Linked DNA regions of Mus musculus: regions 1 and 2 are each linked to region 3. Evidence: chromatin contacts called from public Hi-C and promoter capture Hi-C data. All regions are on one chromosome and are shown on one strand. Each heading gives the region's core, a stretch centred on a gene start, on an enhancer-like site or on the middle of the called end of the contact. The rest is flanking DNA. Distances are from core to core; before and after follow the strand shown. Region 1 overlaps Marchf1 (membrane associated ring-CH-type finger 1). Region 2 holds the start of Npy5r (neuropeptide Y receptor Y5). Region 3 holds the start of Tma16 (translation machinery associated 16).

The links. Promoter capture Hi-C pulls out the DNA fragments that hold promoters and counts their contacts. Hi-C and Micro-C count contacts between places; a contact is called where the count stands out from the background.
Region 1: a promoter capture Hi-C map of neutrophils shows a contact between it and region 3. The contact joins the enhancer-like site here to the promoter of Tma16 in region 3. A contact is called at or near these places in 8 of 39 promoter capture datasets (the C10 cell line, hematopoietic stem and progenitor cells, liver and 3 more), 5 of 484 Hi-C or Micro-C datasets (B cells, bone marrow-derived macrophages and macrophages), 2 of 115 datasets of contacts at active chromatin or transcription factors (bone marrow-derived dendritic cells and microglia) and 1 of 9 other capture datasets (liver).
Region 2: a Hi-C map of embryonic fibroblasts shows a contact between it and region 3, with 3 times the contacts expected there. The contact joins the promoter of Npy5r here to the promoter of Tma16 in region 3. A contact is called at or near these places in 3 of 39 promoter capture datasets (the 3T3-L1 cell line, hippocampal neurons and liver), 6 of 484 Hi-C or Micro-C datasets (cumulus cells, embryonic fibroblasts, embryonic stem cells and 1 more) and 1 of 9 other capture datasets (adipose tissue).

Annotation. Positions count from the first base shown.
Region 1 is chr8:66,341,666-66,344,917 of GRCm38.p6, reverse strand. The region is part of intron 5 of Marchf1 (membrane associated ring-CH-type finger 1); the gene reads right to left. Among named protein-coding and RNA genes, the nearest start is that of Tma16, 140 kb to the left of the region's middle. Within about 2 kb of position 1,802, at least 25 of the 459 cell types and tissues checked have an H3K27ac peak or open chromatin away from gene starts, as enhancers often do. A contact at or near this core is called in hematopoietic stem and progenitor cells and neutrophils, where this site is marked.
Region 2 is chr8:66,686,121-66,689,422 of GRCm38.p6, reverse strand. Npy5r (neuropeptide Y receptor Y5) reads left to right here and starts at 1,329. Exons shown (of 2, transcript NM_001358958.1): 1 at 1,329-1,542.
Region 3 is chr8:66,484,812-66,488,246 of GRCm38.p6, reverse strand. Tma16 (translation machinery associated 16) reads left to right here and starts at 1,717. Exons shown (of 7, transcript NM_025465.3): 1 at 1,717-1,835. The coding sequence starts at 1,833.

The DNA.
Region 1 (3,252 bases), core at 553-3,052, 140 kb after region 3:
AGATTCCTGTGAAGGGCAGTGACCTAACTTTTACTCAAAGTGATAGTGTAATATCTGGGGCAGTACTGAATTCCAAGCCCAAGGTCTTGCTCAAGAACTTCTAGGACTGTTGGAACACTGGCTTTAGCTATGTCAGAATTCAATCTTAAAAAAGCACTTATAGTAGGATACTACTAAAGGAGAGCACATGGATCCATACACTAGACTAACACGGGAATGGAAAATTAATGTATGGGTTAGAGAGAATGCCAGACTCCAGGAGTGAGTTTCCGTGAAACTCTTCTGCCTCAGTGAGTAGCTTCCAAGCCTCTCGGCTTGTCAAGCTGACTGGACCAGAGTGAGTGGCAGTTCTCCATGTGGAGCCCATAACAAGCAGACCAGGGGCTGACTCTGACTCTGTTGCCTCTTTTTAGATCCTTTAACTTTAGCTGGGCATCCTATGTCTGGCCTCAGTGGGAGAGGATGTACCTAGTTCTGCTAAGTGTTGATGTGCCAGGCTGCCTTGGTTCCCATGGGGGGGGGGCGTCCTTTCCTTTTCAGAGGAGAGGAGAAAGATAAATGGGGGAGGGGGTGTGAGGGTTGGACTGAGAGGATAGGAGGGAGGGTGCTACGATTGGGATATAAACTGAATAAATAAATAAAGCAGAAAAACAAATTCATGGCCTCCTTTTCTGTTGTGTATATTGTTATTGTATACATATATGTTTCTCTCAGTTTCTCTGTATGTGTGCATATCTGTGTATGGATCTGTGCACATTTATCTATAACTATGCTCATGTGGAGACCTGAAATTGAAGTTGGTTTCTTCTTCCATCCTCCTTCATTTTTTTTTCTTCTGATAGAGGGTCACTCAGTGAACTCAGTGTTGACTAGTTTGGCTACACTAGTGTTCTATTGAACCTCAGGATTTGGGATCAGCTTGTTCTCACTCTCCTAGTGCTAGGATCACAGGTGCTTTCCATCATATCTGGATTTTAAAGGATAATTTGGACTGACACTTGGGTTCTCATGTTTGTGCAGTGATAACTTCATTTGTTGAGCCATTTTGCCAGCATTACAAAGCATCAGATGCTTCAGATACAAAGCTTTAGTGTCGTTTCAATTAAGTGGTGCTTTGGTGGCCACTCCTGTACATTTAACAAAATACGAAGGTTGCCTTAGTTTTCACATTTCAGCTATGACTAAGGTTCCCCCATTTCCCCTTTAAGTATCTCTGTGTTGTCTTTTTCTTTCCAACCTTTTCCAGTTCACTTCAAATTTGTTATTTATGACACAATTATATTAGTAGCCTCCTAATTGTTTTTCTTTAATGACACTCCATTTCCATAAAGACAAAGCCATGACTTCTCATTATGGCTGACTAGGCTTTCTGATCTGGTCTCTTTCTCACTCCCTCATTCTGGAGCCTCTTTGCCCTCTTCCATGGCCTTTGTGTTGCTTATTCAGACCTATGCATAGTCTTATGGGTTTCTGCTTCAGAGCTTATACACACATTTTTCTCCCCTTCAGTTCTTAGGATGTTCTACATTTATCTACAGATTGTTCACATCTATTGATCCTCCACATACTCTCAGTTTAGGAAGCCTTCTATGATAAGCTTAGACATTTTAAAGAAGTCCTTCAAGCTGTGTCAAAAATATTCTACACAAGCTCCTGAAGCATAGCTTTCTTCATTGAGCACGTATTGAGTGAAGTAATGATTTATTTCCTAATGAAATGTTTCTGTGCATCCCCAGTGTATTTCACATAACAGCCAGCCCTTGACCACATCTGCCAGAGAAATGAAGTATGTTGCCTTTGTGTTATGACATCTTACAATTGCCTCATTACTCACCAGGGCAACTCCCAACCACTTCTTTTCTGTGCCTTCAACACTTGGCTCTTTCCTCACTGAAACCTTGCATTTAGTCTTCATTGTGACTGACAAGCCTTCTTTCCAATGTTCTTCAAAGCCTTCCTCAACTGAAACCCTCAGTAATTGCTTGATCTAGAAATTTTCTTCATTAGCATTGTGTATCGACACCATGACTATTTAGTATTTATCACAAGTTTCATCAGAAAGGCATGAATATTTCAACATACCTTTTAAATACGCTAGAAAGTTCTAGAAACATTCTGTTCTTTGACTTAAAAAAATCTAACTTCAAATATGTATATGCATTTCTAAGTATTATTTTCTTAGTAACTTTATTTTTCTTCCTTGAAATTTAATGCTTGTGCAAGTTCAAATGTGCTGATTCAGTAACAGTAAACAAATCTTTACCTGGATCTGGTTTTGTTCCCAGTCTTGGTCAAGGCGCTGGTGACATAATAAGTAAAACCAAATTATTTTGGTTGAGTTCATGTGTTAAGAGGGAGAGAGCATGGAAGTAGGATGTCAAAATATGAAAAGGAAAAACTCCATCATATAATCCTTAGGACAAGGATAGTACTAGTCAGATAAATTAATCAGGACAAAAGAGTGGGGAGTCAGTAGGAATGGATGTTAATAAGAAAAATGTTCAGTTTTATCATTGATTACTTTCGAAGTTAATGTTATCACTTAAAAATTTATTCATGTATGTACATGTGTGTGGGTCTTCAAGTATCCTGACCCAAGTGTAGAGGTTAAAAGACAGCTAGTATGTGTGTGCTCTCTTCACCACATGAGTCCTGAGTACTAAGTTCAGTTTTTCAGGCCTCAAGGAGGGCATCTTTTCCTACTGAGCTCTCTTGCAAAACCATGAATATTTGTCTTTGTTCTGTAATCAAATTTCTCAGTTTCTTACTTTATCTGTTTCTGACTCTCTGAACTTGGGTGCACTGGTAGAGGCCTCTATGCCTGGTTCTTTCAACAACTCACTTCTCAATGTGCAAACTTCTGTCTCTCTTAGGATTCAAACACATCACAACATTATTCTCATTTTTTTCTCGGTGACATCTCTTATGGAGCTTGTTTTGCTTTTGCTGTGATTTTAAGATTTTGACTCTAATTAACTAGAGCCCTAACTGCTGATGTCCTTGATGAAGCCTTGCTATGACTCCAGGGACTCTCTTGATGTTTCTTACTGTTTGGATACACTTCATAGCTTGTTTTGAAAATAAGTCTAACATGAATGTTTCTAACTCTAGTTTCTCTGAATATATTTTTAAAATTTATTACCATGTGTACAGTGTTTTTTTGTGTGTGTGCGTGTGTGTGTATGTGTGTGTGTGCATGTGCGTATGTATGTTTTGACATGCATGAACACATATTTCAAGGCAAAGATATTT
Region 2 (3,302 bases), core at 80-2,579, 200 kb before region 3:
TGAGTTTGAGGCCAGCCTGGTCTACAAAGTGAGTTCCAGGACAGCTAGGGCTATGCAGAGAAACCCTGTCTTGAAAAACCCAAACCAAACCAAACCAAAAAAAGAAAGCCTAGGACCAATCCCTTGTTTGCTAAGCTTTTGTTTATTAAAAGCCAGTCTCCTCTCTTCCCTCACTGCAGGATCCCAGGACCCTGCACAGGTACCTTCTGTGTTCAAATATTGGGACAAATATAGTGATTCTGAAATGAAGCCCAGTAGAATCAGATGATATTTTCTTGAAGCCCTTTTGAAGTTCTTGGATTCCTTGGGCTGAGGGAACGGCATACACTACAGTTTCCTTGAGTACTGACTGCTAAATTAGCAGAAACAGGCAAATATCTTCTGACCTTTGAGACACAGCAAGTGCTGCCCCAGGGGCATGGGATAAAAGTCAAGGGACCAAAGTCCTCTTCAGTCGACACAGTGCCTTGGGGTTACAGTTCAGGCAATGCTAAGCACTGTAATCGTGATGGTGTAGGAAATACACTGTTGTTATGGCAGGCCAACCGAGGATTGGCCAAATACTGTGACAATCTTGCACAAAAGGATACAGATCTGTCAATCTTAAAAATGAAAATCAAGCTTTGGTGCAACAGGACAGGGTTTTATTTGTTTCTATTTGTTCATTTCCTTAGGTTGTCTTTATGTTTTTGAAAGATGACAAAACACCGCTGCCCCCTGCCCCCTCCCATACACACTCACGCGTTTTGATACGGAAAGCTTCCAAGAAGGGCTGACTCCATTTCACCCCCACTTCCCAGCTCCCTCTGCTCCATGTCCCTCGCTCACACCCACACACTACTACCCCTTAGAGTAGGAGTTGATCCTATTGTCTATTTTGCACGCTTCATCACAGCCTGTTCCCTGCAGGTTTAGGTCAATTTCTCACCCAGACTTCTTTATGTTAGAAAGGCAAGAAGATGTTCTGTTTGGGATTTTGTGATATTTTCCCCCCTCTCATAAAGAAAACATGGACCTTGAAGGTTTTTCTCACAAAAGCTATCGGAAAAAAACGCCTACTCTCATAGAAGCCACTATGGGGTTGAGGATAGGAAAGACAACCATCCGTGGGACCCCTAAGTTAACTCCTGCAACTAGAGAACAGGGTAGTGGGGATGCATCCTGTAGCCCTAGAGCGGCTGCCCGGGGCCTCCAAACAGACACACGGGCACCGGGATGTACCTAAATTGGACTATGGAGGCCAGGAACAGGCGATCTTGAGCCGGGTGTCCGGGGTCTCAGGGACTGTCACGTGTTCCCGAGGCTCTTCTAAAACCCTGGCGGCTCCGGGGCCCCTCCTTCCCACCGCCGCCTCCAGGTCCTGCTCCTGCTGCCACCGCTTCCATCTCAAGCAGAAGCGACCGCACTCAGCCGCGTACCCCGGAGTCCAGGCACCCGCAGCGGCCAGGGCATCCCGAGGTACCCACTCCAGGCCTCGCCTGCCCCTACGAGAAGCCCACGTCCCTATCCTGGGTTCTGGAGCATCTTGTGGTTTCCAAGAGGGTGGGTTGCGGACCGGGAGGCAGCCTGATTGAGAAAGGGGATGGAGGTGGAGAAACCGCAGTTGTCAGGCGGCGGGAAGGGAGAGCGGGGGAAACGGTTGCAGTTGAATCCTTCCTAGTCTGGCAGGTCCCTCTGGTGCCAAACTCACAGAGGAGCAGGTTCTTGCCAGACCCTATCAGATTGTCCCGGGAGGGTCCCTAGTATGGGAAGGAGGGATGGACGAAGCTCAGTCCCCGCTTTGGCTTAGGGGAACGCGGGGTACAGCTCGGTGGGCGTCTGAGGTAAGGGAACCACAACCCACGGGGTGCCCACTCAGGTTGTCAGCCCTAGCTGAGCTCTGGCTATGTCCAGGATGCGGCGATTCAGCTGCCTTCATGTCCCACAGCTGGCCACACACAGGGAGACAGCTGTGCACTTGGGTTTGCAAGGTGGCTTGTAAGTCAACTGCTAGCAGGAAATAGCCATCCACACACCTGAGTTCCAAGGGGGTAAAAAGGAATTCTTATCTGTAAGTTTACAGACCTATAGTACAGCTATTCAAAGAACATACTGTTAGATGGAAGCCAAAAGAAGAAAAAGAAAAAGAAAATGAAGGTTTGATGTAAGCTTGTGCCCAAGACTGGGTGCATTTCAAATTCCAGATGTCTCAAGAAGAGGGAGGGAGAGAGAGAGAGAGAGAGAGAGAGAGAGAGAGAGAGAGAGAGAGAGAGAGAGAGAGAGAGAGAGAGAGAGGAGAGAGAGAGACCTGCTGTTAAGAATCTAGAATAAGGAGAAGGGTGGTGGGTACTGCATGCTCGGTAGCTGAAGAGTACTGTGCTTATTTGTCCAGGGCCATCTTTTGCAGAATTTTGCCTTGCAGAACAACACACACTACGTGGAGTCATGGAATTGTGCCATCGCTGCAAAGCCACAGCAAACAGGCAGAACTACATGTATCCGATTCTTCTGCATGGTTGGCATCTTTTGCGAGAATGATACATATTTTTATTAAGCAGGGAATTAACCTAAGAGTGAAACCTTATTTAAGTGCAAAGACCCGTCTCTCTCTAAGCTTGGCTCACTGTCCTTTCTCCCCTTAGTCAAAGAAAGAACTTAACTCAGCTCCGCTCTCAAAAGCTTTAAAGTTTATTCAGACTTCACTTGTCTTGGCGTTCCATACAGACCAATTTATAAGAAAATTACAGGAAATCCTCACAATGAACGCGCGCGCATGCGCACGAGCACACACACACACAGTACACACACACACACACAGTACACACACACACAGTACACACACACACACAGTACACACACACACACACACACAGTACACACACACACACACAGTACACACACACACACACACACACACACACACACACACACACACACACACACACACAGTGTTCCTTGGGAACATTCCAGCATGCCAGGTGGAACTTGTGACCGTGAGAAAGGTTGCCATGTAAGAAAGAGAAGAGGGTAGAAATGAAGAACTCATGTGGCTTGCAACATTCTGCAATAATCAATATTCCTTTATGTAATTGTCAAAGCACCCCCTCCTTCACACCTTCGAAAGTTATCTAGGGTGAATTAACAGTCTCTTATGGCATTGTTTTCATCGTCTATGAAGTATTTGTGCTGTATCAAACTCGTGGGAGTTGGTTATTGCAGTGATGGGAAGCAGATCACTGCGTAGACTGAGGGTTCTGTGACTCATTTGCTTGTTTCAAAAAGAGGAAAAAGTGAAGGGGCAAATGTAAGCAGGGCAATCTTTT
Region 3 (3,435 bases), core at 468-2,967:
GTGAGTTCCAGGACAGCCAGGGCTACACAGAGAAACCCTGTCTCAGAAAAAAAAAAAAAAAAAAAAAAAAAGTTTGGTAGAATTCAGCCATGAGTCCATCTGATTCTAGACATTTCTTTGGATGAGACTTTTAATTATTGCTTTTAATCTTATTACATATAATGAACACATTTACTGTATTATATTTTCAGGGATCTTGGTGTGTCATACATGTTTAGAAATACATCAAATACTTTGATGTTTATCAGCATTTTGAAATAAAATTTTCCAAGTATTCTATAGATTATCTGAATTTCACTGGAGTCTGTTGTTACAATTCCTGCTTTCACCTTTACTTTTATTAATTTGGGATTTCTTTTGCTAGTTTGGCTAGGGGTTTAATCAGTCTTGTTATTGATGTGTTTATAAAAAGATAAAGGGGGGATATATTCTGTGGAGGTGTAGTCAGGCATGGGGAAGGGGATGCCTCCGTGGGCCCACAGCCCTTCCCCCTGAGGGACCACGCCAGGTAACTGGGGGGGCAGAACCTACCTGGCTGTTGCCAGATAACTGTGTTGTGGAGCTTAGACAAAATACTAACAGTTGTCCTTTAACAAAAACGATTGCTTTAGCTATTCCTATGTATTGAGGGTTTTTTTGGTCTCTATTTCATTAGGTCCCGCTTTAATAGTGATCGATTGATGAATTTATTTATTTATCCAGTGATTGGGTTTGGGAGTGACTTCTTATTTCTAGAACCTTAAGATGAATTATTACTTCACTTGGAAACTCTCATTTTGCTTTATTGTAAATACTCACTTTCCTGTTAGGATGCTTTAGCTAGCTCGTAGAGTGCCTATGATTTTCATTTGTTTCTAAGAATTTTCTCCTTGATTTCTTCAGTGACCCACTGTACATTTAAAATTGTACCATTACGTGTCCAAGTATTTGTTTTAAGTCCTGTAGTTTCTCTTGCTGTTGGATTCTAGTTTTATTTCAGAGTTGTCTGATAGGGTCCAAGGAATCCATTCATTGTCATCCTCTTCCTCGCCCCCCCTTTCTCCCATATCCCTCTCCTAACACTCCCCCATACATCTCCTCTTCTCCCATCCCTTCTCCTCCTGATCCTTCATCTCCTCCCCTTTTTTGTGTATGTTAAATCCACTTAGTCTATGGTAATAATTTATATTATAATAGTATTTGAAATACTAACTTCTTTATGTCCCACTACAGATAGAAATTATACAAAAAAGAAAGTAGGGAAACTGTCAAAGTACCTTCAATGCGTAGCATGTACTAGGCATTTGATTAATAATTACTACGTAAGACTTTCTATCAAATTTTACCATGCTGTTCAAAAACGGAATAACAAGGCCGGAGAGACAGGCTTTAGATATAGAAAGAAAATGGTAGAGAAAATCAAAGGAAAAGTGAAGGCTGAATTTACACCATTCTGGGAGATGGGCACCTCTAGGTGAGGTAATGCTATCTCCTAACAAGTTGCTCGCCCATGGAGAGCTGCCTTCTGGCCGATACTCAAGGCCGGCCTTTCAGTCAGAAACAGAAGACAGACAGACTTCTGTTCTCTGAGCTCGACTCTCTCTCTCTCTCTACTCTCCCCGCCTTTGTGTGGCTCCCGGGCTGTAAAACAAGGCGGGCGGAAAAACATTACGTCTCAGTTTCTAGGGACGCTTTAGAGAAAGCACCAGCTCCTCCCCTTCCTGTCCGCCCCTATTTGTTTCCCCCGGGGCCCACGTGTGTTAGGGAAGAAGCGGACTTGAGAGCGGCTGCGCTGCCCTCTGTGAAATTGTCGCATCGGGACATCGCCCGGCCTCGGTGGCCAAGACATCGCCATGGTGAGCGGCCCCTTAGGTTCTCCGGGAGGCTCTGGTCGGGCGGCCGGGGAGTACAAGCTCGGACCCGGGAGAAGCCGGGACTCGGAGTGGCTGCGTGGGGCGGTGGTGGGCCCCCGGTGCTGCCCCAGGATCGGAGTGCTCCAGCGCGTTCTCAACTCGCTCTGGGTGGCGTTGTCCACGTCTCCCGGTTTCTCATTTTCCTGAGGGCCTTAACTAATACCGCTTTGTGGATCCACCCACCTCTGCCCTGGGGCAAGTGCAGGTCTCCCCTGCCCAGGGTCACAGCCACCCACGAGGTGCATCGGCCCGCAGCCCTTCTGTTCTGACTTTAGTCCTGCCTCTACAACTCCCATTCCTACCGGGCAACAATGCTGTTTTGTTTGCATTTTAAGACAGTAGTTAAGAGTGTTATAAACGGTTTATGTATAGCGATATAAAGAGCTCATTCACAGTATCCGAATTTATGTTTTTTTTTTTTTTCTTTCGAGACAGGGTTTCTCTGTATAGCCCTGGCTGTCCTGGAACTCACTTTGTAGACCAGGCTGGCCTCAAAGTCAGAAATCCGCCTGCCTCTGCCTCCCAAGTGCTGGGAATAAAGGGGTGCGCCACCACCGCCTGGCCGAATTTATGTTTATAACTGATTTTATGTACGTGTGGATATCGGAGAACAATTTGTGAGAATCTGTTTTCGCCATGTGTATGTTTGATGTTTAATCTCGTTTCTCATTTGCCCCACTATCCTCCATGTGTGTGTTCTTACGGCTTTAAGATTATTATTTTTTTATTCATAGCCAACCTCAGATGGGTTTCAGACTTAGACGTGCCTTCTCTCATCAGATTAATGAAAAAATGACCAATGTCTAAGAGAATTGTGTGAATGAGGAATTGATGAACATTTTAATTATTTGGAGAGTTTTTTTGAGATTATTTCGAGCTTTGTCTTAGCAAAGGAAAAGGGAAGGAAAGAATTACAGACAGAGATAACAAGTGTAGTCTCAAGTTGCAGTGTGGTTTATTCTGGAATAGTGATCTTCAGTAAGAATGGGGAGAAGGAGCTGTGTGAAGGAAATGCTGGAGAAGAAAGTTGGAAGAGATGGCTTTCTGTGCTAAAGCTTAGAACCAAGCTGATCTCTTTCAATAGGGAAAGAAACTCTATACTGGATTAACACTGTAGACAGATTTTTTCGACTTCTTTGTAAAGGGGTCTAACAATAGAGCAACCTAGGCCTGATTGTATGGGTTGAATAAAGGTAACTGACAGGTTTGAAAAAGCTTCAAGAGCTATTTGGCCTTTAGAGGAGTGACTATTGAAGAGGAATATTAGGGACCACCTGTTCCCTAATAGTCTTTTTTTTTCTCAGAGATTAAAAATTATATATATTCATCTATTTTATGTAACAGTAGGTTTTGGTCAGTAGAACTTGGGCAAAGGGTGTAGGACAACTTTCCTGAGGTTTCTTTTCCACTCAGGGCTAGAGTGGAGGGCAGGTTTTAAGCCCTTGCAGACTGTCTGGGAGATTATGGGCTAACGGGGTAGGGGGCGCCTGCCTCCTTAAGTGAACCAGAAGAGACTAAAACTATTTAGGTTAAGCCATTTTTA